2 separate regions of the Bos taurus genome follow, and region 2 is linked to region 1. Evidence: chromatin contacts called from public Hi-C data. All regions are on one chromosome and are shown on one strand. The core of a region is the stretch at or near the end of the contact, and the rest is flanking DNA. Distances in the headings are between cores, read along the strand shown. Region 1 holds the start of ECHDC3 (enoyl-CoA hydratase domain containing 3). Region 2 overlaps USP6NL (USP6 N-terminal like).

Region 1 (6,264 bases), core at 3,220-5,719:
ACTTGTGAGGCAGGTGGCGCTATTATCACCATTTAGTAGGCGGAGAAATAGAGGGGCTCAGTGAGATGCTCTACTTCCAGTCAAGCAAACCTGCCTCCATTCTCCCGCCCCTTAAATACCTGATTAAACCACTGCTGCTGAGGCGATCCGGAGAAGGCAATGGCACCCCACTCCAGTACTCTTGCCTGGAGAATCCCAGGGACGGGGTAGCCTGGTGGGCTGCTGTCTATGGGGTTGCACAGAGTCGGACACGACTGAAGCGACTTAGCAGCAGCAGCAGCAGCTGAGGGGATCTGGGATCTTCCGGCAGTAGACCACTCTGCACGGTGGAATGTTCCATCTGACCGAAGGTTAACCTGTTCCGTGCCACGATATCCACTGCTCTTTCTTTCTTTTTAAAGTACCTACTCCTCTTAACCTCCTCTGCTGTTGCAGGACTAATTATTGGGAGGTGTGACGCAGTTGCAGAAGGTGGGAAAGACAGGAACCGATGGTTCCTGCCCCTGCAATGCTCTGTTCAGGGACCGGAACAGTGTTGAGCTGCATGTCTCTTTCTGTTGCACCATTCAAGGGAGCAAACATTCAACGTGCCCCTCCTAAGTGAATCTTAGCCATCCAAAAGATCTCTATCAAGTCGACCAATAGAACCCTTTAACTTGGCAAGCTCACTCAAAACATCATCCATACACCCTCTTCGTCTGTTTGTACCACTTTTCCATAACTTTTACCTGCAGTTACTGAGTTCATTGGGTTAAAGCATCAGAGCAAACTCAAGAATTTGTACTAAATTAAATGGGGATAAAGGAAGCTCATTTCATCCATTCTCCCCACCCCACTTCGTTTCTAAATTAATTTTCACCCAGCTTGGGGCATGGATCTCTATGAAGAAGTTTTAGGTTTGCAAAAAGGCATTTGGATAATGACTGGTGGATTATAAATAAAATATAAAATAAAGCTGGGGCACTGAAAACCATCTGCAGCTGTGTGAAATGATGAACGTCTGAAATGTGTCTGGTTTGAGGGTGCTTGATCCTACCATGACTTTTTTGGGGGTGGGGAGGATGGACAAATTGGGGGAGAATGAGGGAGAAAAGCTAGAGCAGGGGATCAGTCAGGTGCCAGAGGAATCTCCGCTGAAACTAAGCCCCAGATCTTTCACATTGTACTCTGAACCACGTCAGTTCATGCCTATCTTCGAAGGGCCCGAAATCAATAAAAAAAGAAGTTCAAAAACTGCTCCTTAGGCAGCTGAAAATCTGCCCTTCACTTTTCTTTCCCTGTACCCTGAGGAGTTCTAAATCTTCCCTCATTCCAACATCAAGCCAGAGACACCAGGCTCCCCAGAACTGTCTTTTATTCTGTATTATTTCTACGACGTTCTGCCAAGCATCGGTGGGTCTTTAAAGGGACTGTAAAAAGGTAGCGAAGACACATCCGTTCGGCAAAGACATGTAGCACAGGCACGGCGCACATAAATCAAAGCCAGAAAGAAGCCCGCTAGCAGCCTGGAAATCAAATTGTGTCAGGGAGAAGGCCCGGGCGGAAAAATAGATTAGAAGGGCACTGAACAAGAGAGAAGAAAGACAGGCAGCCCCTACTAAAATTAATGAGAGGCAGAGGAGGCCCGGAGAAACAGCCTGACAGAAAAGATTCTTGCACTGCTTAAGGATGGACGAGCGTTTCAGCAAGTGTTATTGACTCCTGCATGAATAACACAATGGCTGTCCAGCGCCGCTTCCCAAAAACCAGGGCTGCTGCTGCTGCTCCTGCTTAGTCGAAAACCAGGGCTAGAGGCTCCAAAAGACATGAGGGGAGGAAGGAGACATGAAAGAGATGGGAGAGCAGGCACAGGAATTTAGATGAGCATGGAGACCTCCCTCACAGCCCATCCTTCAGGTGACCTCCAGCTCCCAGTCCCAACTTTGTGACTGCTCTGCTGATTTCGAGCAGGGCTACAAAACCTCTAAACTAGGTTAATGGTACCTGTCTCATAAGTGATCTTGAGGTGTCATAAGTAAAGGACCAAGTGCATGCACTGGCCCAGAATCAGGGCTTTGTATAGAGCGACTGTTAGTAAATTTTTTTTCTTAATATATATATTTTATTGAAGTACAGTTGACTTACTATGTTTAAACAATTTTTCTTTCTTTTTTTTTTTTTTTACAGTTCTCAAAGTCTTTTTCCCACTTCTCCTCCAGGAGGCTTCTGTGTACCCCTTTTTCAAGATCCCACATAAAGCCAGTTACCATCTTCCGGTTTTTCCTAGGTCCTACTTGTCCTAACCTTGCCCTCAAACCCAGGGGATCTTAATCTGGTCTCAAATTGGAGACTTGTTTTGATTCATCAGTGGCCTCCCAAATCAATCAATATCATGCCTGTTCTTTCCGACTTCCAAGGGCTAGGCTTTTACAAATCAAAAGCCAAGAATTGCCCTTGTGAGTCTCTGAGTTCTACCTGAATGGAACAAGGACCAAAGAAATGGGGTGAGGGTGCTGTTAGTAGAGATCTCAATTGATATTTCAAAATATTATTCTGTACAGAAGCGTTCTGAGCAATCATGAAGCTGAGAATTAAAGGGAGCCTCACTCAAAGGAATCCACCCTGTCTCTGTGCAAGTTCAGTGGCCCTGCTTGAGGATGCCTTTGTATAATTGTGATCCTTGCAGAATTTCAGTGTGAAAGCTCCTTATGTGTGTGTTGCTGCGAGGCGGGGGGGGGGGGGGGGGGGGGGCGGGGGGTGAGTAAGGGGAGGGGTCATCCTACAGACTAGGGGGGAGCCTTGAGGGCCAGACCTTCCCTTCCAAGGGTCACGCAAATCTCCAGAATCTGTGAATTCAATGAATACAGTTCAGTTCAGTTGCTCAGTCGTGTCCGACTCTTGGCGACACCATGAATCGCAGCACGCCAGGCCTCCCTGTCCATCACCAACTCCCGGAGTTCACTCAGACTCACGTCCATCGAGTCAGTGATGCCATCCAGCCATCTCATCCTCTGTCGTCCCCTTCTCCTCCTGCCCCCAATCCCTCCCAGCATCAGAGTCTTTTCCAATGAGTCAGCTCTTCGCATGAGGTGGCCAAAGTACTGGAGTTTCAGCTTTAGCATCATTCCTTCCAAAGAACACCCAGGACTGATCTCCTTTAGAATGGACTGGTTGGGTCTCCTTGCAGTCCAAGGGACTCTCAAGAGTCTTCTCCAACACCACAGTTCAAAAGCATCAATTCTTCGGCACTCAGCTTTCCCTATAGTCCAACTCTCATATCCATACATGACCACTTGAAAAACCATAGTGACACCGGGACTCTTATCACACCTGAGCTTTCAGCCACAGGACTGCTGTCTGATGCCAGCCACCTGGAACCTGGTGGCTCCAGGAGAGGTGGCTCCCTCTCCTTCCTTGTGTGTGTGCTCCCTCGCTCAGTTCTGTCCAACTCTTTGCGACCCTGTGGACTGTAGCCTGCCAGGCTGCTCTGTCCATGGGATTCTCCAGGCAAAAATACTGGAGTGGGTTGCCGGCCCTCTTCCAGGGGATCCTCCCAACCCAGGGATCCAACCCACGTCTACTGCATCTCCTGCATTGGCAGGCGGATTCTTTACCCCTGTGTCACCTGGGAAGCCCCGATACTACTCGTGATGTTAGCCAAAGGCCTAGAAGCATTGAAATGCACCCTCCTTGGTGCACTGAAAAACCGCAAGATACAAATTAGATCCCACAGGTTCTCGATAAGAGAAGACACAGAGCATTCAAAAGCCAGTGCCTGAGTGGGACACAGGTCCTGTAGTGACCTGGGACCATCTGCAAGGCCTGGGATAGGATGAGTAGGATGAAGCAATTTGTTAAAAAAAAAAAAAAAAAGCAGTGTCCGGTAGCTCACATCATTCGCTCCCTGATGGCTCTCATTTTTCTTCTGATCTAGGCAAACCACCATGTTCTTGGTGTTGTAGCAAAAGGGAACAAGCCAACCCACGCCTCGCCTCCTTTAAACCCCTTCATCTGGCCTTGCTAAGGCAAACAAACCACAGAGCACGCCTGCAGGTTTTGAGTTGTTCACCCCAGGCCCGACCCTTCAAGTCCTCCGGGGACAGGGCGCCCCGGCCTCGGGGGCGGGGCGACACGAGGGGCGGGGTCAGAGGCGAGGTAGGGATTTCGAGGGCGGGGCGCCAAAGGCAAGGGGCGGGGCAAGGGCGGACGCGGCGCCAGAGGCAGTGTTACGGGGGCGGAGCCTCGGGGCGCAGCCGGAGGACTCGCGGCCCCCGCGCCGGACGGGGAGGGGCGGGGCGGAGGGGAAAGGCCTGGGGGGAAGAGTCGGGTCCCAGCTTGGGCCCCGGCTCCCCGATCCAGTTTTGCCCGCGGCCTGGAGCGATCGGAGCGCAGCGGCCCGGCCGGCACCCACGTCCATCGGAGCGCCCAGAGCCCGCGGACCCCGGCGTCGAGCTCAGCGGCGTCCGACTCCGGCGCGTCTCTAGCCGCCATGGCCGCGGCCGCGGGCCTGCGGGCCTTGGGAGCGAAGGGGTCGGGGTGGCTCCGGCGCGGTCCGTGGGCTCCGCTCACCACTGGCTTCTGCAGCGGGGGGCCGGCCGGGATCGGGCGGCCGGAGCCGGGGCCGCGACCCACCATCGCGCGGCAACAGGACGGCATCAGGTCAGCGGCCCGCCTGGGTGCGGGGCTGTTCCCCGGGGGGTGGCCAGCGGGACCCAGGAAGAGAGAGGGGCGCAGGAGGCTGGCTGCCAACCGTGCCACCCACGCAGAGTCCAGAGCGGCTCCGTCGGTGGTCAGCTCCGCCCGCCGCAGAGTCCAGTTTATCTATCGCAGTCCATCTGTTCGGCGGAGTGTCCGACGTGAAAAGAATCCGCGGATGCGGCGTTTACAGAGGTCCCTTGCCTGGGCTCAGTGGCCTCTGGGACCCTGCAGGATTCACACCGAGGATTTAAGTGGGGCTGCCTGCGACGGTGCCAGCACTGCCCCTAAACCCCAGAGCGAGTCGACCTCGCACTTGGACTCAGCGTGGGCAGCCTTGTGGGAGGCTCCTCCGCTGCTGTGCCTTTGAGAAAGCCCTTCATAGAGGGCTCTGGGCCTCACAAACTTGACGCGGCTCCAAGGCGCCGTCAGGCTTAGCGGAGCTGCTCCTCGGCCTGCAGCCAGAAGTGCCCACGTGGGGGCGGTAAATAAATAGGACGAAGGACACACTGCACTGAGCTCTGCCCTTTGGCTCAACAAGCCTAAACCTCTTTTACAAAAACAGACCTGGGCACACACTTGAAACTGGACGGTGGAGTGGTAAGGGCAGAAGGCCTTCAGCTCCATCCAGGCCTCACCTTGACGTTTGCCTGGCCCAAGCAAGAGTGCCGAGGAAGGCCTATCTGACATGTCTTGAGTATTTAGACCTTACAAATTAAGCAAACTGCAAGATAGGCCAATATATTTCCTTCTCTCCTGACAAGTAGGCAGTCCTAAAATCTGGTGTATGTGAGTGCTCAGTGCTCAGATGTGTCTGATTTTTTGCCACCCCATGGACTGTAGCCCAGCAGGCTCTTTGTCCATAGAATTTTCCAGGCAAGAATACTGGAGTGGGTTGCCACTTACTTCTCCAGGGGATCTTCCCTATCCAGGGATCGAACCCACATCCCCTGCATTAGGCAAGGTTTCTTTACCAGCTGAGCCAGCAGGGAAGCCCAAGATTTGGAAGGCTCTTTGAGTCCTCAGGCTCCAAGGAGCTCCCCTAAAGCAGTGGAGAGCACTCTTGGCCTGTAGCTTTGTTCTGTTCTTCCCACCCTGCCCTGGCACCCCTCACCTCTCCCCCACTCCGTCCTGATGCTCTGCTGGGGTCTTGGCACACAGGTCCCAGACATCCTGTGCAGCATGCCCACAGTATCTACTCCTTCACCCCCTACACTCAGCTGCTCACAACCACCCCGTAGGCCTTAGGGTGCCCCCTGCAGAGCCATGGAATTCCAGGGTTTCAGGTGACTGCAGTGGGGTGTGGAAGGGTGTGGGGATTTCCAGGTGCACACATCTCAACATCCCACTGGACTCCTTGCTTGCCAAGAGGGGTACCGCTGGAAGGGGGCCTGTCGGAGCAGAGTTCTCCAAAGTGCAGGGCCAGGGCAGGAGCCCTACTTGCCCATTTTTAAGGGCAAAGTAGGGCCCTTAAAAAACTGTTTCTTCAAATCTGGCCCATTTGGCATGGCAGCCAGATGACAGAAGATGTTTTTGATTATCCAGTGGATGTGTGTGTTCTCAGTCCCTCAGTCGTGTCCGACTCTGTGA
Region 2 (6,219 bases), core at 3,562-6,061, 210 kb before region 1:
TCTCCATTTCAAAGATGAGGAAACAGAGGCTTAGTTGTCAGCAGTTCTCAAGGCATGGGCCATGCAAACTATTTTCTTAATGATACTAAAACATTACTGGCCTCTTTCCCTGCGCTGACTTTGGCACTGGGAGCAGAAAAACCTTAGTTCATGGCTCCCCATAAAAGCTGAAGCTCCTGGCACCTCGGCACAAACGAAGGCAGGAGAAGCACCGTGCGGCAGTCACTGTTCTTTGATCACAGTTTAAAACAGAGGTCACTGCACTTAGCAATGCCCTTAATGAAGCAGTGGAAACTATTAATTTCACTCCATCTCAATCCTGAAGACACATCTTATTAATACTCTGGGTCATGCGGTAGCACACACAGAGCACAGTGCCAGCCTCAAGTAAGAGCATTTATGAAACTGAACTGCGATCTGAACCAACTGCTTTTGTCAAGGACACTAATCTGAAAAAAATGAATGACTAACAAACCGTGGTTGTTGAGACTTGTTTAGCAGACAGATGCTCAAAAATCAATGAAGTAAAAAATATAAATAAATAAATAAATGAAATAAGCCTGTTACTCTAAGGAAAATTGGTTGTCGTTGTTTAGCCTCTAAGGCATGTCCAACTTGTTTGTGACCCCGTGGACTGTAGCCCACCAGGCTCCTCTTTCCAAGGGATTTCCCAAGCAAGAATATTGGAGTGGGTTACCATTTCCTTCTCCAAGGGATTTTCCCAATCCAGGGAACAAACTCAAGTCCCTGGCACTGGCAGGCAGGTTCTTTACCAAGGAACCACCTGGGAAGCCCTTAAGGAAAACACCTGGATAGCATTGTTGCCACTGGTAACTTTTGCCCTTTCAAGCAAAAGTTAGAATTTTGGAAAACTTCAACTACTAGGAACTTCACAACTGAACAATGTTTAAAGACTTCTCTGATGAGATTAGTAGGAATATTAATAGATGTATGCATTAAAAAAAAAAAAAAACTGATTTAAACAGCCCAAACTCAATCCCGGGCAAAAAGATTTAGGAGGGAGATCTGTTAGATGCTTTAGGACAAGGACGAGCTACTGTTCACGAACACTTTTCAAAACAAAACTTCTCTCCTTCTGAGCAGGAAGACAGATGGATACCAAGCCTGGACTGACTGCATTAATCCTGACCCCAAAGGGAAGCCACAGTCAGCGGGAAGCTGGCACCACAGCAGGCAGAGGAGGGAGATGGAAAGACACAAAATCACCAGCAGCAATGTAACTAAGCAGCCGAATTCCGTCACCCCTGAAAGCCTGCCGACCTCTGCGCTGTCCACCGCGTCCTCTCAATTCCTGCAACCAGTCTAAACTGGGCATTCTGTGACAGCACAGAGACTCCTAATTTAATGCATTCCACTCAGAAGCTTCCCTGATAACTCAGCTGGCAAAAAATCTGCTTACAATGCAGGAGACCCCGGTTCAATTCCTGGTTTGGGAAGATCCGCTGGCGAATGGATAGGATACCCACTCTGGTATTCTTGGGCTTCCCTGTGGTTCAGCTGGTAAAGAATTTGCCTGCAATGCAGGAGACCTGGCTTTGATCCCTGGATTGAGAAGATCCCATGGGGAAGGGAAAGGCTACCCACTCCAGTATTCTGGCCTGGAGAATTCCATTGATTGTATAGTCCATGTGGTTGCAAAGAGTCGGACACGACTGAGCGACTTTCACTTCACTCACTCAAATTAAAATTAAAAAAAAATTTTTAAGAATATGCATGTTATATTCTTATCATGAGAGAGGAAATTTTACTGGGAAAATCCACTTCATAAGGAAGTAATATTTTAATTACCTTTTCAGTGTTCTTGTATTTTTCCCATCCTTTTAGCATTTTCAACCATTTAGTAGTTCTTTCAATTTCCAGGTGCTTTTGCTAAAAATAAAATTGAAATTTATTGTTATTGTTTGTTTCAGACTTCTTTTACTTAACAAATTACCAAAAAATGTCAAGGAAAATGCTGCTGAAAAAAGAACTACAAAAAAGTTATGCAACATTGGACAGCAAATATCTTAACTTTTTAAAAAATAGTTGGACACTTGATTACTGCTGTATCAAGAGTATGCTCTTGCTTAAGTTAAAATACACAGGAGAGACAGGTAAAGAGAGAGGAGTCACTCAGATTTTCTAACATTTCAAATTAATCTAACTCTGGGTATTTTCCCTGGAGAAGGGCAGGGCAACCCACTCCAGTATTCTTGCCTGGAGAATCCCCATGGATAGAGGAGCCTGGCGGGCTACAGTCCATGGGGTCGCAAAGAATCGGACATGACTGAGCGACTAAGCACTTGGTATTTTACAAAGTTAGGCCAAAAGGAAATTTTAAAATATTTTGAAATATCTTTATGAAGCAACAAAAAACACAACTTCAAAATTCCATTCTCTTCTTTAACATTTTACTGAATTGTGGCATTTTAATTCCTTCCGTGACAAAGGTGTTTTTTATAAAGGAGAACTGGATATTATTGGGAGATCATTACATAACTAGCATTATGCTAGTGAAAACTGTACAAAGTAAGTAACTGTTGCTGCCCTTGGGAAAGTTCACCATCTGCTCAAGGGCCCCTGACACGGAACATGCAGTGCTGGGCCTAGAGGCAGAGAGCGCGACTCAAATCCTATGGAGGGAGCAATGCCACCCACCCAGGACGGCAGAGAAGGCACCCTGAGTGCAGAGCTGGAAGACTGTTCGGGTTTTTATCCAGTGCAAAATTCCGAGAAGCGCGGGCAGATATACTTCTCAGACAATGCAGCACCACAGGGGCTAAAAAAGGATGCTTCCAGAGCTGAGGCTGAACACACGGTCGGTCGTCTCCACTGTCACTAAACTAAGATTCTGGGCAAAGCTGGGAATGGGGTGGAGAGGGTTAAGGGAAGAGGGGAGATGGAAGAGAAAAAGCTTCTCCCTCACTCTGGTTTCCAGGAGAAGGGATTTTTTTCCTAAGTCCTCCAGCCTGCCCTCCAATCTCTTATTAACTCTCATGGTGGTAGAGTGACTTACCTGACTGGTACATTCAGAAAAAAAGACCTGGGTGTACAGCCCTCCATTCCTTCCCTTTGCAGGCCCAGCCTACACTCAGAAAGCACATGTGGGTGGGCCGAGCGGGGAAGCGAGTCTCTCTCCAGGGCCACCCCCCCACCTCCGCTGCTGCGCACCTGATCTCCTTCCCCCAGCGGCACCTCCCTGCACGAAGGCCAAGGTGCCTGTGGCCTCTGACTGCCTGGGAAAGAGCCGCAGGGTCCACACCTAGTGATCACGCTTTTGTGAGAACAAAACAACAGAATTCCTAGGAGCGAGCGAGCTGCTGCTGTTCTGTTAATTCTCCTCAGCGGCAGCATGTTCTTCCCCGAAGGCCTCTGTAAGTGTTTTAAGTGCATCTAAAGAGTGAAGGAAACAGAAGACCACACGGGAAAGAACAGTTCTGAAGGGACATTTTATGCTCAAAAACGTATGCTCGCTACACCCCTATGAGGTAGGCATAATTCTCCTCACTTCACAAATAAGGAGACAGAGGCCCAAAGGAGCCAACGGACTTCTCCACGTTCCCCTCTGGTCAGCTCAAAGCCAGGCTGTCTGGCCCCAGGACCTGCGTGCTGGGCCGTCACGTGCTAGGCCCTTACCTCCACCCAGTCCTGGCTCTCCTTGGGGGAATCTCAGCTCTTGGGCGAATCCAGCCCCAAATAGGCAGATGGCACAGGCCCACCATCGATATTTTTAGATGCAAGAGAACCGTAAAATCCCAAAGAAAATCCTCAATATGGAAAAGATTCTCACCACTCAGAATACTTTGACGCAATTTTTTTGGGGGGTGGGGGGATTATATCCTTAAAACTTTTTAATTACTTCTTTACTCTTCTAAAAATTTTGATGGCTTTTTCATAACCAAAGATGATCACTTGTGAGCAAAAGATACTCTGTTATGATTCTCATTTTTCAAAAGATTAAGCATATTCTTCATTATATTATTAGTGATAAAATGCTACAGATGGTTCCAGAAATATGTTTAATTTTAAACCTCAGCAGGGCATTGAAATCTAATTAATGTTTCTGCTGAACTTGACTTCAGAGAAGGCCAAGCTGTGAAAAATTAAGATGGATCTAAGGAGCCATTCAGTCACTTTACTGTTCTGCACTTCCTCCCCTGACTTCCTCAAAGCTCAATCCCTTTCTCCACCAACAAGAAAGCAGCAAATAATTCAAGCCAACCCAAGAGCATAATAACATATACTTTGCCAGGAAAAACCCTGCTCAGATCTAGCAGGTCTCCTGCTATCTTTCCTTTTTATGACTATTAAATTGTCAATAACTCACTTTAAGGAACAGCTATCCTTTTTTTAAAAAGGCACATTTTTGTATTCTAATGCTCATCATATATACAGAGATTATTTTAAATGCTTCACACTCTTACATGCAAGCATAAAACACACATGCACAATTTTAAGAACTATTAAGTATGCTTTTCTTTCCCCTACAGCAAAAAAGGAAAAATTTTGGGTAAAGCTCCCAGGCTGTAAAATTTTAAAATTATACACCAGTATAAAATTATACATTGGTATTCCATCGGGCTTAAGTGTTAACTCTGTAACACTGTCAGATCAACTATACCAGATTTGAATGCACTCATGAATCTGTAATAAGCGGATAAAATATACTTTATCAGCAAAGATGCTACAGCTTATCAACTCCAGAACACGTGTGATAAGTATGAACTTAAATGCTCTAGAAAAACAGGCTTGCCGTGGACTCACTGACACCAAGACGCTAGAACAAGAGCAGCAAGGTAGAACCGCACCTTGAGGTTCAGCAGACAGGTCAAACTCCACACAGCCAAAGCGAAAGTGAAAGTGAAGTCACTCAGTCGTGTCCAACTCTTGGCGACCCCATGGACTGTAGCCTACCAGGCACCTCCACCCATGGGATTCTCCAGGCAAGAGTACTGAAGTGGGGTGCCATTTCCTTCTCCAGGGGATCTTTCCAACCCAGGGATCAAACCCACGTCTCCCTCATTCCAGGCAGACTCTTTAACTGCTGAGCCACCAGGGAAGCTAAAAAAGGACACACACATCCAAAAGGACTTCCCTAAACAGGGTGCTGCTGCCCTTCCCTTCCCTGCTGTGAATGAACAGCACCACCAGCCACTGGATCAGCCTAAAACCTTAGCTTTTCAGTCTTCCATTTATCTTCCTTCTAGACCCAAACTGCACTTTGCTGGCCCCGCCCATGTCTCCGGCTTCCATCACGTCCTCTGCCTGTTCTGGGGGGTGGGAGTGGGGCAATGCTTATCCCTAGACAAGGGTAAGAACTCACAGGCAGCCCTGAGTGGCCTCAAGCCAGCCTCCACACTGCTGTGACCTTTTATGTGAGTCCCAGTTTAAAAAATCCTTCAACGACTACCCATTATCTACAAATAAAGTTCAAATGTCTACACAGATGGCTCTAACACAGGATGACACAAACTCACCTTCTAGTTTCCTGCTATTTTGATGACCTGGTCGTCATTCCCAACACACAATGTATTTTCATGCCTCTGCTAGCAATCTATACAAAACTGCTATTAAATAACTCTGTTGACTTTATACACAGACATCTTACTTTCTCTAATTTTTACTGAAACATTTCAAACCTGCAGAAAGTTGGAAGCCCAATGCACCATATACTTATATATGCTTCAGCAAAATCCATCAATTACTAACATTTTGCCAGATTTAATCTATTTATATTGGGGTGTTTTTTTTTCGAGGGGGGGGAGCTAATCTATTAGAAAATCACAGACATCATGAACACTCCAAATATTTACCTAAGAATAAGACACATTATCCTACATAATCATAGCACCACTATCACACTCCTTCAAGAAATTTAAAATTGGTTCATTATTTGATAATAAACCATCCATATATCAAACTCCCCACTAGTCTCAAAAGTGTCTGTACAGCTGTTTTTCTTTAGGTGGATGGAGAGAAGACATCTCTTTAGTTCCCTTTACTCTAGAACAGTCTCCTGGCCTTTGTCTTTCATGATGTTGATTCTTGAAGGGTATAGTCTGTACTATCTGACTTTGTCTAATTGTTTCCCTGAGATTTTGGTAGGAATACTACATAACAGATTTTGTGTCCTTATGGCATCCACTGGCAGCTCGTGCTGATCTGTACCATTATCTGTGATGTAACTTTTGATGCCTCGGTTAAGTGGTATTTGCCCAA

What was found. Hi-C and Micro-C count contacts between places; a contact is called where the count stands out from the background.
Region 2: a Hi-C map of an unstated tissue shows a contact between it and region 1, with 8 times the contacts expected there. The contact joins the enhancer-like site here to the promoter of ECHDC3 in region 1. A contact is called at or near these places in 4 of 11 Hi-C or Micro-C datasets (liver, skeletal muscle and an unstated tissue).

The regions. Positions count from the first base shown.
Region 1 is chr13:12,531,502-12,537,765 of ARS-UCD2.0, reverse strand. It overlaps ECHDC3 (enoyl-CoA hydratase domain containing 3), which reads left to right and starts at 4,469. Exons shown (of 5, transcript NM_001193156.1): 1 at 4,469-4,638. The coding sequence starts at 4,469. It overlaps LOC132346865 (basic proline-rich protein-like), which reads right to left and starts at 4,470. Exons shown (of 1, transcript XM_059892866.1): 1 at 4,045-4,470. The coding sequence starts at 4,470. The coding sequence ends at 4,045.
Region 2 is chr13:12,741,178-12,747,396 of ARS-UCD2.0, reverse strand. USP6NL (USP6 N-terminal like) reads right to left here. Exons shown (of 14, transcript NM_001192695.2): 5 at 1,810-1,890. Among named protein-coding and RNA genes, the nearest start is that of USP6NL, 26 kb to the right of the region's middle. Within about 2 kb of position 4,811, at least 5 of the 102 cell types and tissues checked have an H3K27ac peak or open chromatin away from gene starts, as enhancers often do.